2 separate regions of the Rattus norvegicus genome follow, and region 1 is linked to region 2. The links are chromatin contacts, called in public HiChIP or PLAC-seq maps. All regions are on one chromosome and are shown on one strand. The core of a region is the stretch at or near the end of the contact, and the rest is flanking DNA. Distances in the headings are between cores, read along the strand shown. Region 1 holds the start of Kif3c (kinesin family member 3C). Region 2 overlaps Rab10 (RAB10, member RAS oncogene family).

Region 1 (5,874 bases), core at 2,877-5,376, 100 kb before region 2:
TATAACTAATATACACTGATAAGAAAAACAACAAATTACATTACCAGGAATGTAAACAGTGAAGAGGATAGACCATATGTGAGCAAGCTGGGCTCTGCTCAGGCCACCTGTGTGAGCCTGAGCCAACCTACACTGGTACTCCAAGACCCTTGCCAGTAATAAGATCATACTATTGTATGGGCTATAAATACAGTACAGGAATTCTAGTTCTGGCCACCCCAGTCTTTGTTTTAATCAATAGATTGACTGATGTGCTTGTGGGTTTATTTATTTTCTTTTTCTTTTTTCTATTTTTCGGAGCTGGGGACTGAACCCAGGGCCTTGCATTTGCTAGGCAAGCGCTCTACCACTGAGCTAAATCCCCAGCCCGGTTTATTTATTTTCAAAACAGGCTCTCATTATGTTGCCCAGACTGGTCTCCACTCCTAGGCTTGAACTATTCTTCTACCTCAGTCTTCCAAGCATCTGGGATTCCAGATGCTTGCCACTATGCATGATTCTCCTCTGATTTCTTGACTGTCTTATTACCCGTGTTCTTACATTGCCTCAGATAACAAAAACCTTATGGAAAAATACCAGTCAGTTCCCTCTAAGAACATTTAAAGTATCCATCTGCACTTTCTCCCTTTCTTAGCCTGTATGACACCACTGCCTCCCAGCCTAACAGGGTAAGGGATGTCATGGAAGAGAAAGCAATGACTGATGGGCCACATAAGATTTTCCAGTCCCCCCCCCCAAAAAAATAAATAAATAAAATGAAATAAATGTTCAAAAAAAAAAAAAAGATTTTCCAGTCCATAATGGCAGGCTGCATGTTAGATTCTTTCCCTGCTAGATAGGACTGCCTTGCCCTGGTACCAGACCCCCTTGAGGAAACAGTTCAGTCTAACCCTGGTAGAGCTTCTCCATGAGTGAATTAAATATTAAACATGCCAGGCCACAGCCCCTGGTGCAGCAGCACATTCCCAGTACAGAGACAATGCACAGAGATCCAGCTGTCACTCTCCCACTGGCTGTGGGCTGGGCCTCCCCATTCCTAGCCCACATCCTATGAATAAATAAGAAATGTTTGATCTTCCCAGCAAGTTCATGGTTCTTCATATTTTTCCTCCAACACCAGTGTGGAAGGCTCCAGGGAGCCGGAAATGCCTGGGACACTGGGTTGTGACATCTGCAGCACTGAAATTTAACAGGCAGCTAGGGATGGAGCTCAGCTGGTAGAGTGCTTGTCCAGCATGCACTAAACTCCAGGGTTGATCTCCAACTGTGCATAAAAACAAGTATGGTGGCGGCACTGGCCTGTAATCCTAGCAATCAGGAGATGGAGGCAGGAAGATAATTAGTTCAAGGTCATCCTCATCGACATAGAGTTCTAGGCCAGCTTAGACTACATGAGATTCCAAAGAAGAAGGAGGGGTGGATTTAACAGGTCTATAATTGACTCAGTAACTTATTTCCACATAGGGCCAGAGGTTCTCTGGGAAGTGGACAGCTCAGGAAGGATGCAGAAGCCCTGACATCTCTCAGGACAATAGGGAATTAGACATCGTTGACAAGAGGCTTCATTGTGTAAGCTATTGCTTTTTCTTTCTTTTTTGCCCCCTCAGATGATTAGTAGAACCTGGGCAACCCCCCCCCCAGGCTAACATCCTATTTATAAAAACGTCAAAGGAAGTAGGAGGAAAAGAGAAACCCCCAGTCAGTCAGCCACTTGATGGGCCTGAGCCTAAGAGGCCCAGACTCTAGGTCTGGGGGATAAAGCCCACTTCTCCATCCTACCTCCTACATGACACTCTGAGTCTCCTTAATGATGACACCAAGGGGTAGGCCTGGCACTGCGCCATCCACTGGGTTATTTCCATAGTAAGCAGGATTCCCAGTCCTTGCTACTGAAGACTAAAAGCATGAAGTCTGCAGGTACCAGCTCAGCCCAGCTACTCTGAAGGTCCTGGCCCTTTCTGAGCCTTAAGTCCTCATCTGTAAGATGAGGCTTTAAAAGCCAGTCTTTGGAACGGCTCCTGTGAAGATGAGACAAGATGATATAAAAATGGGGTTCTTTGTAAATGGTGATGTGTTATCCAAATGTCAGATACTATTAATATGATATGAGGTCTGAAGACACTGCAGAGGGGGGAAAAGTATCAGTAGAGGAGACCATGCAGAAGTGAGAAGCCGCACTCACGAGAGGAGAATCCTGCATGGCTTCTCATAGACCTGACCAATCCTGAGGCCATTTGCAAAGATGGACAGCGGCAGACCATCTCATCTCAAGTCCATTGGTCTAAGACACCTGCCCATTTTGCTTGGTGTGTATGCATGTATGTAAGTGCATTTGGCTAGCTAGTATCATGGTACTTTGCTTAGCTGCTCTGGGACAGTCGTCAGTGTGTGGTCCTGAGGTGGGATACCCCAGTTCAGGCCAACTCACAGACCCTCAAATGAAAATCTACCAATCAAAGTCCTTGTGGGGACATCTCTCATCCTCTGGGGACCTTACCTTGTACTTGGCTGCAAGCAGCTCTGTGGCCTGCTGCTCCCGCCTCAGATCCTCCAGCATCTTCTCCTTCTCTTCTAGAAGCTTCTGCTTCTCCTCACTCACGAGGCTGCGGTCATCCTGGATGGCCGCCTTCTCCTCCTCCAGCCGCTCTTTCTGTTCCTGCAGGTAATTCTCCATGTTTTTCTCCAAAGCGGCCTCCAGGGTGGGCTGGGGTGGGCGGTGATTATTGTTGTTATCATCTTCCTCTTCAGCCACCCAAGCCTCAATTACGGCCCCCTCTGGATAGCCGGCCGGAGCAGACACGGCCTTCTTTCTGCGACTGCTCTTTCTCCGAGGTCGCTTTCCCAGCATCCCCTTCTTCTCAAGCTGGGCCTTCAAGCGGGCGATCTCTTCCTGGAATTCCCTAAGCAGCGTGTCCTTGGGGTCCTCGTTCACCCGCGGTTTGTTCTTGATGTTCTTGGCTCGGTTCGCAAAGCGCAGGGTGGAGAGGCTCTCGTCGTAGCTATGAGAAGCTGGACCCAGTGTGGCCACCATGATGGTCTTGGCATTGCCCCCCAATGAGTCTTGGAGCAGCCGGGTCAGCTTGGAGTCCCGGTAGGGGATGTGGGTGCTCCTGTTGCCAGCCAAAGCAGCAATCACATTGCCCAGGGCGGACAGTGAAAGATTGATTTTAGAAGCTTCCTTAGGCCTCTCTCCACTACTGCCAGAACCACTAGTGCCGCCACCTCCGCCGCCACCACCAGCTGTTGACTGTGTGGCTGGCCCTCCAGGTGTGTTGGGACCTGCCTTGTTCTGCCTCTCACTGCCGGCCAGGTCTACCAGGTTGAGCTTGCCTACTCGGATATGGTCCTGTCCATCGGAGCCACGCTCACTGCACTCCACTGTGATAACAAAGATGGCATGGGACCGGGAGCTGACCTCATTCATGTGGGTGCTGCCTACTGCCCGGGCTTGGTTCCCCAGGTTCATCACGTGTTCAATCTCCTTGACATTCTTGGTGACAAAGGAAGAGAGGTCCTTGATGTAGACCCCTGTTTCAGGATTCTCCTTCAGTTCTAGCCTTTTGCCTGGCTCCTTGGATAGCAGGTCTCGAATCTCCTCCTGGTAGATCTCCAAGTAGGAGGCACGAACCAGGTACTGCTGGTTCTGGGAGCGGGAAATGTGGGTGAAGATGTGCTCAAAGGCATTGGGGATAACCCCGCGGAGCTCTGGCTCCACCCAGGTCCCCTGCATGGTGTAGGTCTTGCCAGTGCCAGTCTGGCCATAGGCAAATACGGTGCCATTGAAACCCTGAAGCACCGAGTCTATCAGGGGCCTCACCGTTTCATCATACAGGTCGGCCTGCTTGGAGCTAGCGTCATACACAGCATCAAAAGTGAAGGTCTTGGGCAGCTCCCCGGGTGCCGCGCGGGGGTTTCGCAGAGTCACCTGGCCCAGTTTCACGTCCATGGTCAGAATCTGCTCATGACCAGCAGCCTCCTCCTTCCTACTGAGGGGGCGGCACCGGGCCACCACCTTCAGGGCCTCGCTGGCCTTGGTCTTACTGGCCATCTTGCAGCTCTGTCCTTCCAGGTGGGCCGCTCTGCAGCCTGGGCGGTCCTCCTGCCCTTACTCCTAAGTCGGGATCAGTCGGGCTGGCCCAGCCCCCAGGCACCGCTCTTCAATCCGCATGCAGCCTACCAGGGTGGGGATGCAGGGAGTTGGCCCCGAGACTGCTGCAGTCCAGGCCTCCACAGCTCTCTACGGCTTTCTATGCACTGCTGGAGAGGTAGAATTAGGCAGAATCCCCAGGCAACCGAGCAAGCTGCTCCTGCCGAAGGGCAGTGCCTGGAACCCACCCCATGCTGGAGCAAGAGAGAGAGCTACGGTAAACAGCTTCGGCAACAATGAGATAAAGGAAGAGGAAAATGAGATGGGGGTGGGCGGCAGAGATGTCTTTTCCTCCTCCTTTCTCCCTTCCCCTAGGGATCCATGGCAGGGGATGCGAGTCCTGGGCGGCCGGGGGATCCCGGTCCTCCCGAGGTCAGAGGCTCACCTGGAGTCCTCCCCTCCGGCTGGGGGATCATTCATTGCAGCCACAGCTGGCTGCTGTTGCCTCTCCTTCGCCTTCCCCGCCGCCGCCACCACCGGAGAATGAGAGAAAAACAGAAGGGGATGGGGCGGAGCAGCGGCGGCGAGACAGATGTTGCTGCGGCCGCTGCGCTGCGGCCCGGGTTAGGTCTCCCGGCTGGGGTGGGGCAAGGGGCGGGGCCGCGGGGCGGGGAACAGGAGCCCAGCGCGGCCCTTGGGCGAGGGACAGCGGTGCATCGCCGCCGGCACCCCGCCGACCTCTCAGGGATGACAGGGTCTGGTGCCCACCCAGGTCCCGCGCCCACCAGTCGGATGCGGCGCAGCCACCGCCAGCCGTCACCCCACCGAACCCGAGCATGCTGGGAGATGTAGTCCTTCCTTTGTTAACCGGGTTCTGTCAGGTTGCTAATGCTTTCTCCAGTCCTCAAGTCTGGGAGCCCCTCCTCCCACATGCAACCCCTGAGTGTGTCTGCTGAGGCTGCACCACCCACGCGTGTTCTCTCTGCAACCGCCATTCTCGGTTTCTCACTGCTCCAGCCATTTTGCTTGCAGATGGGGACATGTCACTGTCCTCTATTCCTCAGGGTATCACCAGGCCTACTAGAGCTTAACTCCTAAATATTTTTGGGCTCTGTCTTTTCCTCTCCCTATTCTGGTTTACTTCTGGCCTTCCTTTTAACGCTCTGCTGGAAGCACAGTTAACTGATATCACCTCTCATGTCTGTACATGGCCTCTGGCTCTAACCTCTTCTCCATGACCTTCCATATCCCTCGAAGGCCTGTTCGTCTTCTGATCTCCCAGCCGGCCTTCACTACTCTGATTCAGTCTATACTCCTAATAACCATGCTGACACACTTTTCTAGCTCCCGCGGAGCCCTGGGACTACTCTAGGAGCTGGATCCTTCTTAAGGAGTCCACAGGCTGTAATAGAACTGACTCTGCCATATTGCACCCTTAATCCCTTTGCCCAGAGATCCTGTTACATTTCTTCCTCTACTGTTCTGCCACTTGGGCAACACAAGCATTTTGTCATCTACGAAACTGTGCTGGTTAATTTTTGTCAACACAAACTAGAGATGCCTGGGAAAAGGAAATCTCAACTGAGAAATTGCCTGCATTTGATTGGTCTGTGGGGTATATTCTTGATAGCTAATTGATGGAGGACAGAGCCCAGCCCACTGTGGGAGGTGCGCCCCCGGGCAGGTAGTATTGGGTAGAAAGATGGCCTAACGTGAGTCCGGAAACCAGCCAGTAAATAGTGTCTCTCCAGGATTGCTACTTCAAGCTCCTACCTTGAGGTCCGCCC
Region 2 (5,474 bases), core at 2,101-4,600:
CCCCCCATGTATGTGGATTTCTACGAAAGGCTAACTGGGTCTACATAGTGAGTTCCAAGTCAGCCAAACCTACATACAGAGTGAGACCCTGTCTCAAAGTAAGAAAATAATAATAATAATCTTCACAAATTTAAAGAAGCTCTTGTTTCCTTTTCTGTTGGGTTAGAGTCTCTTTCCTGGCTGAACTGACCTCAGTTAAGTTAGAGAAAGACAGATTGTGAGAGGCCATGAATAAATTTGAATCCCACTTACCCAGGAGCTGTAAGTTCCTGGAGAAAGTGAGTTCTTGTTGTGTTTTCTTGATGTGGGCCTTATTTGAGCTGTTACTTGCTTTTTGTGTTTTCCTTAAAATCTGTCTAAAGAGCAAAGGCCATAATCAGGCAAGCTCACGGGTGTGGGGGACTTCATCCTGTTAGTGTAGATTGAGCTTGCTCCCTAACATTTACAGGGACGGATCTATCTTGAGGCAGCGAGAGTAGGCCAGACAAGAATCTCACTTCAGGTTTACCAGCCTTTCTGAGGACTGCCTAGGTTTTCAGAACATTGTGGTATTTTCCTTGTTCTGCCAAAGGCCTTTTAAATTGTTTCCATGAAAGTTAGGTTGTCAGTCACCATAGCCTTTACAGTTCTAGTTGTGATATTCTAAGATTTATGTTCAGAATAATGTCGGACAAGTGTAGAGTGACAGTGCAGAAATTCACCTGAGAGTAAAACAGTCAATGTTTTGGTGTGTCCCAAGTTTCCTGCCCACAGGAATTAGATAACTCATTTTGTCCCTCCCCTTCCACCTACTCGTGGTTGAGATGGCCCTTTCTAAAGCTTTGGCACAGTGATACAAACCAGTCTGAAAAGGCAAATATCTGAACAGAGAAAGGCGCTTGGGGTCTCTAATATAAGACATGGCCTAACAGTGGCTTTTTGTAAGTTATAAATTGCAAGGTTTTATTTGGCGGGGGCAGGGTTTGCAGAAGCTGCAGAGCACACAAACTCAGTCACTGAGCTTATTACAACAGGCATTTAACCCGCTGAACTCTCTCACCAGCCTTTCAAAACAAGGCACAGGTCTTGCTGTGTAGCCCAGACTGACCTAGAATTACTGTTCTGCGTTCTGGGATTACAGGCCTGTGCTGCCACAGCTGGCTTAGTAGTCCTTCTGTTCTAAGAACTCATAGGCCAGGGCAAAGAGGGTTTGAGATGCTTTATTAAGTGTTTTCAGGAGATGTCTGTCACACTTTACAGAGGAGTCCAACTAAAGGACCACAAAAAGCAGTTTTCAAATTATGACTTTGCATAGTGCAAGAATACCTCCTCGTGTGACTGTAATTGCCTTTTGCTGTTTAACCTGGTACTGCTGTGACTCTCTCCAGTTAGTCTGTTTTCATTTATGCAGTGTTTTCTCATGGTTGCTTGCTTCCTTGTATTGTTGCAGACCCCTGTAAAAGAACCCAACAGTGAAAACGTAGATATCAGCAGTGGAGGAGGTGTGACGGGCTGGAAGAGCAAATGCTGCTGAGCGCTCTCCCGTCCATCTGTTGCCATCCACCATCCGTTTCTCTTCTTGCTGCAAAATAAAACACTCTGTCCATTTTTAACTCTAAACAGATATTTTTGTTCCTCATCTTAACTATTCAGTCCACCTATTTTATTTGTTCTTTCATCTGTGACTGCTTGCGGACTATTATAATTTTCTTCAAACAAAAAAAATGTATAGAGAAATCATGTCCGACTTCATTTTCAGATGTTCTTGCTCAGCTCACCACTGCACTTCTGTTGTATTATAGTCCAGCTCTTATCAACATTAACTACAGCAATCATTTCAACTCTATTCTGCAAATTGTATAAGAATAAAAGTTAGAATTAACAATTTTATTTTGTACAACAGTGGGATTTTCTGTCATGAATAATGTGCTTGAGTCCTATAACCTATAGATGTGATAGCAAAGAAACACAAGCCAGGAAAACATTCATTTCCCCTGAATCAGTACGTGGGGTTAATTTTGTCCTGTGCCTTATGTGGAAAGGAACTACTTTGGTTTCTCTTTTTTGTTCGGTGGAAGCATGTGCAGGAGACATTTCATCCCAACATAAACCCGTTCAGATGCTTGTGGTTTGCTTGGCTGTATCTTTCACAGTAGTTAACCGAGGACAAAGGGTAATGCAGAAGTGATACTTGATTTCCAGTCTCATTCCCAGTGGCCTTGATATTTAAACTGATTCCCGCCACCAGGTCCTTGGGCCACTCTGTCCCTGCGTCTCATCTTTCTGCATGCTGCTTTGTTTGCCCCCACTACTCCTGGTATGAGTTATTTAAAAATGAAAGGTTTGTCAAGTTTAACATAAAGCACTGATTTACCTTGCTAAGTAAACAGAAAGATAAATTCTAACTGCCTATATCAGATGTCAGTTAATCGGTGTCAGCCCCTCATTTACTCTCTCCTAAAACCTGACCCGCAGTTTGCCTTCTGTTCCCCTCCCCCCTCCTGTCTATCCATGGAGTTTATGAAATGGAAGAGTTATTGCATGCACTAGTGTTTGGAGGGTGTTGTGGTTTGTCTCTAATTAGGTGTATATCCTATTCACTTTCCTAGAATAAGCCTCTTAACCTGAATGTGACTAGTCTCCATTATGGCGACTCCTCTGGCAGTTCAGTAGCCCAGGAAAGACTGGTTTTAAAAAGACCATAAAGAGCAAGGAGGAGTGGTCTTAGCGTTTGCCAAATGTATTGAGATTTGGCCTCTGAAGAACACTTTCGGTATTGTCTTTACTGTAAGATTTAGAAATACATCATAATATTATTAATTTCAAGTCCTATCTTTACATCCTCTCAGAAAACTTATTACCGTGAATTTTTTAAAAAAGAAAAAGGACAGCAAAAGGCTTCTCGTGTAAAGCTGAGCTCTCTGGCTCTGTCCGACCCCATCCTTCTTTCTCTGTTCTAGTTTGGCTTCATTGCTTCTCATTAGGATAGGGTAGGCGAAGTTCCCTATGCTGCTAGCATCCTAAGATGATACCTTTGTGGAAATAATTGTGAATAGCATGATTCATTTCAAGCAGAGGCTGAGTTTAGGACAGCAGCTACCATTGAGAAGATGTCTGTGACACGCATTTTAATGACCTCTTGGCTCACATAAACAATATAGGGACATATCTGCTAAAAGAGCCCATGGTCTTTTCAGATAGTGCCCTAAAGACAATTTTATATGCCTCACTGGTGGTTCTTAGGGTCCCCCTCACTTGACTCTATCATTGTTTACTAGTAAAAAGCAGCATTGCCAAATAATCCCTGATTTTCCACTATGAAAAATGCAATGTCTAAGCTTTTGAAGTTTGTAGGTTAAACCTACTGTTGTTAGTTAGATCTTTGCTGTTTGTGTTGCTTCCCTCTATCTGGATTGTGGCGGTCGCCTCTTTACTTTAAACTTTGTTTAACCCTTAATTCAGTGACTTAAGGTTTGGAGATACACACTGGGATTTTGGCTAACAGACTGACAGTTTTGTTGTTTGCATAATTATAATCGGCACTGTACAGAGAAAAGATATGGCCTCCTTTGTTAAATCTGCACTTTCTGAATATCAAAAAAAAAAAAAAAACCAAAAGGGAAATGGAGTATAAATCAATTTTTGTATAATCTGTTTGAAACCTGAGTTTTATTTGCTTACTATTAGGGCTTTGTCCCCTTTCTGTAAGTCTCTTGGGATCCTGTGTAGAAGCTGTTCTCATTAAACACCAACAGTTCAGTCCATTCTCTGGTACTAGCTACAAATTCGGTTTCATACTCTACTTAACAATTTAAATAAACTGAAATATTTCTAGATGGTCTACTTCTGTTCATATAAAAACAAACTTGATTTCCAACTGTGTGGTTTGGTTTTCATTTATTTTTGGAGATGGAGGGTTGCTCCTGACAACAGTGCAGGACGGCATCCTGCAAAGCAGGTAAAGAGAGAAGAACAACAACATTGTCAGCATCAGCATATGGAAAATAGGGGGCACTTGGAAGAACCTACAAGGAGCAGAGTCATCCTCTGACAGGAAGACTGCCCACGTCCTCTCACACGAGTGCAGTGAACCAAGGGCCAAGGGCACCCGGGTGGGCTCTCAGTCCTGAAGGGTGGCACAGCGGTGTTTAGACAGTGCCCATCCTCTTACTTGAAAACAGTATTTCCAGTCTCACATAAGCATTGGCAAGAAGTAGTGCTTAATTAACCCTGTGCTAAAGCCTGGTCAGTAGAGAGAGGATAGCTGCTTGTCTCTGCTAGAGAGCGGTATAGGGGTGTTTCGCGTTTCTAAGTCACCAGAGTGTTTTCAGTACTGCTCTGCCTTTTCTCCCTGAACCCACATAATTCCTGCTGATGTCTAGGGTTGATAGCCTATGGTCCCTTTGAAACTGGTGTAGGAAAAAAGGATCTGGTCTCTGCTCATAAACCCACCATCTCAGGAAGCAAAAGTAATCTGATAGCTACCACTTGGAAGGTATAGGCAGAAGGATCAAGAATTAAAGTAAGGGCTAGCCTCATTTTTATAGGAAGATCTGGGCAGCCTGGACTGTCAGTGTCAAGACCCAGTGTCAAAAAGTAATTGCTGGGGGTTGGGGATTTAGCTCAGTGGTAGAACGCTTGCCTAGGAAGTGCAAGGCCCAGGGTTCGGTCCCCAGCTCTGAAAAAAAAGAACCAAAAAAAAAAAAAAAAGTAATTGCTGGATATTGACTCATGCTTTAAATCTTACTGGGGCAGAGGCAGGGGGTCAAGCCTACATGTGAGACACTGTCTCTAGGGTTTTTTTTCATAAGCTTATTAACTAGGAGTTTATGCAAGAAGGGCCAGGTAAGTGCTGAGTTGAAAGTAGACAGTTTTGGGGTTTCTCTAGGAAGCACATGCATTGGGTCTCAGCGTGTGTATGCTGGCAGACTGTTGTAAAGATGGGCATTGTAAACGAACATAGCTTTTATGAGAAGACCAACTAAGTGGACTGATAGGCAGTGGGGGGTTACAGTGGTGAGAGCAGTCAGGAAAGATGTCCAGGCCCAGTGTGGTGGCTCACACATGTAATACCAGAGCTGGGATGAGGAGGCAGGAGGCTAGCCTGGGCCTGATTCTTAAGACAGCTTTAATAACTCTTCCACTCCACCTGCCCCCCCCCCCAAAACTCTCACAATAACACAAAAAAAAACAAAAAACCTGTCTCTGTGGCTTGGATAAGGAGTGTGGACTGCCCAGGCCATCGAGAATTGAATGGAGCCTGCCTAAATGGTGGCAAAGTTTGCTGGGCTGGTGAAGCAGAAGGAGGTCTTATGACCCTACTTAGTGTAGGAACTTCCAGTGCCCGTCACCTAGTTTTATTGGGTTACTATTGATGTTTGTCTAAGTCATCTTGTGGCAGAAAGTAAAGCTGTGTTGGTTTTTTTTTTTTCTTCAGATCTTTTAGGGTGGGCTTCTGAAGTTACCCCCCAGAAAATTGGTAGTGGATAATGGTA

The links. HiChIP or PLAC-seq counts read pairs in DNA pulled down with a chosen protein or histone mark.
Region 1: a contact with region 2 is called in an H3K27ac HiChIP or PLAC-seq map of oligodendrocytes, with 5 times the contacts expected there. The contact joins the promoter of Kif3c here to the enhancer-like site in region 2. A contact is called at or near these places in 11 of 12 Hi-C or Micro-C datasets (the A7r5 cell line, the Rat2 cell line, Schwann cells and 6 more) and 1 of 1 datasets of contacts at active chromatin or transcription factors (oligodendrocytes).

Annotation. Positions count from the first base shown.
Region 1 is chr6:32,085,131-32,091,004 of GRCr8, reverse strand. It overlaps Kif3c (kinesin family member 3C), which reads right to left and starts at 4,126. Exons shown (of 8, transcript NM_053486.1): 1 at 2,498-4,126. The coding sequence starts at 4,048. Asxl2 (ASXL transcriptional regulator 2) reads right to left here and starts at 508. Exons shown (of 11, transcript XM_063262612.1): 1 at 504-508.
Region 2 is chr6:31,985,022-31,990,495 of GRCr8, reverse strand. Rab10 (RAB10, member RAS oncogene family) reads left to right here. Exons shown (of 6, transcript NM_017359.2): 6 at 1,430-3,591. The coding sequence ends at 1,513. Among named protein-coding and RNA genes, the nearest start is that of Garem2, 26 kb to the right of the region's middle. Within about 2 kb of position 3,350, at least 29 of the 93 cell types and tissues checked have an H3K27ac peak or open chromatin away from gene starts, as enhancers often do.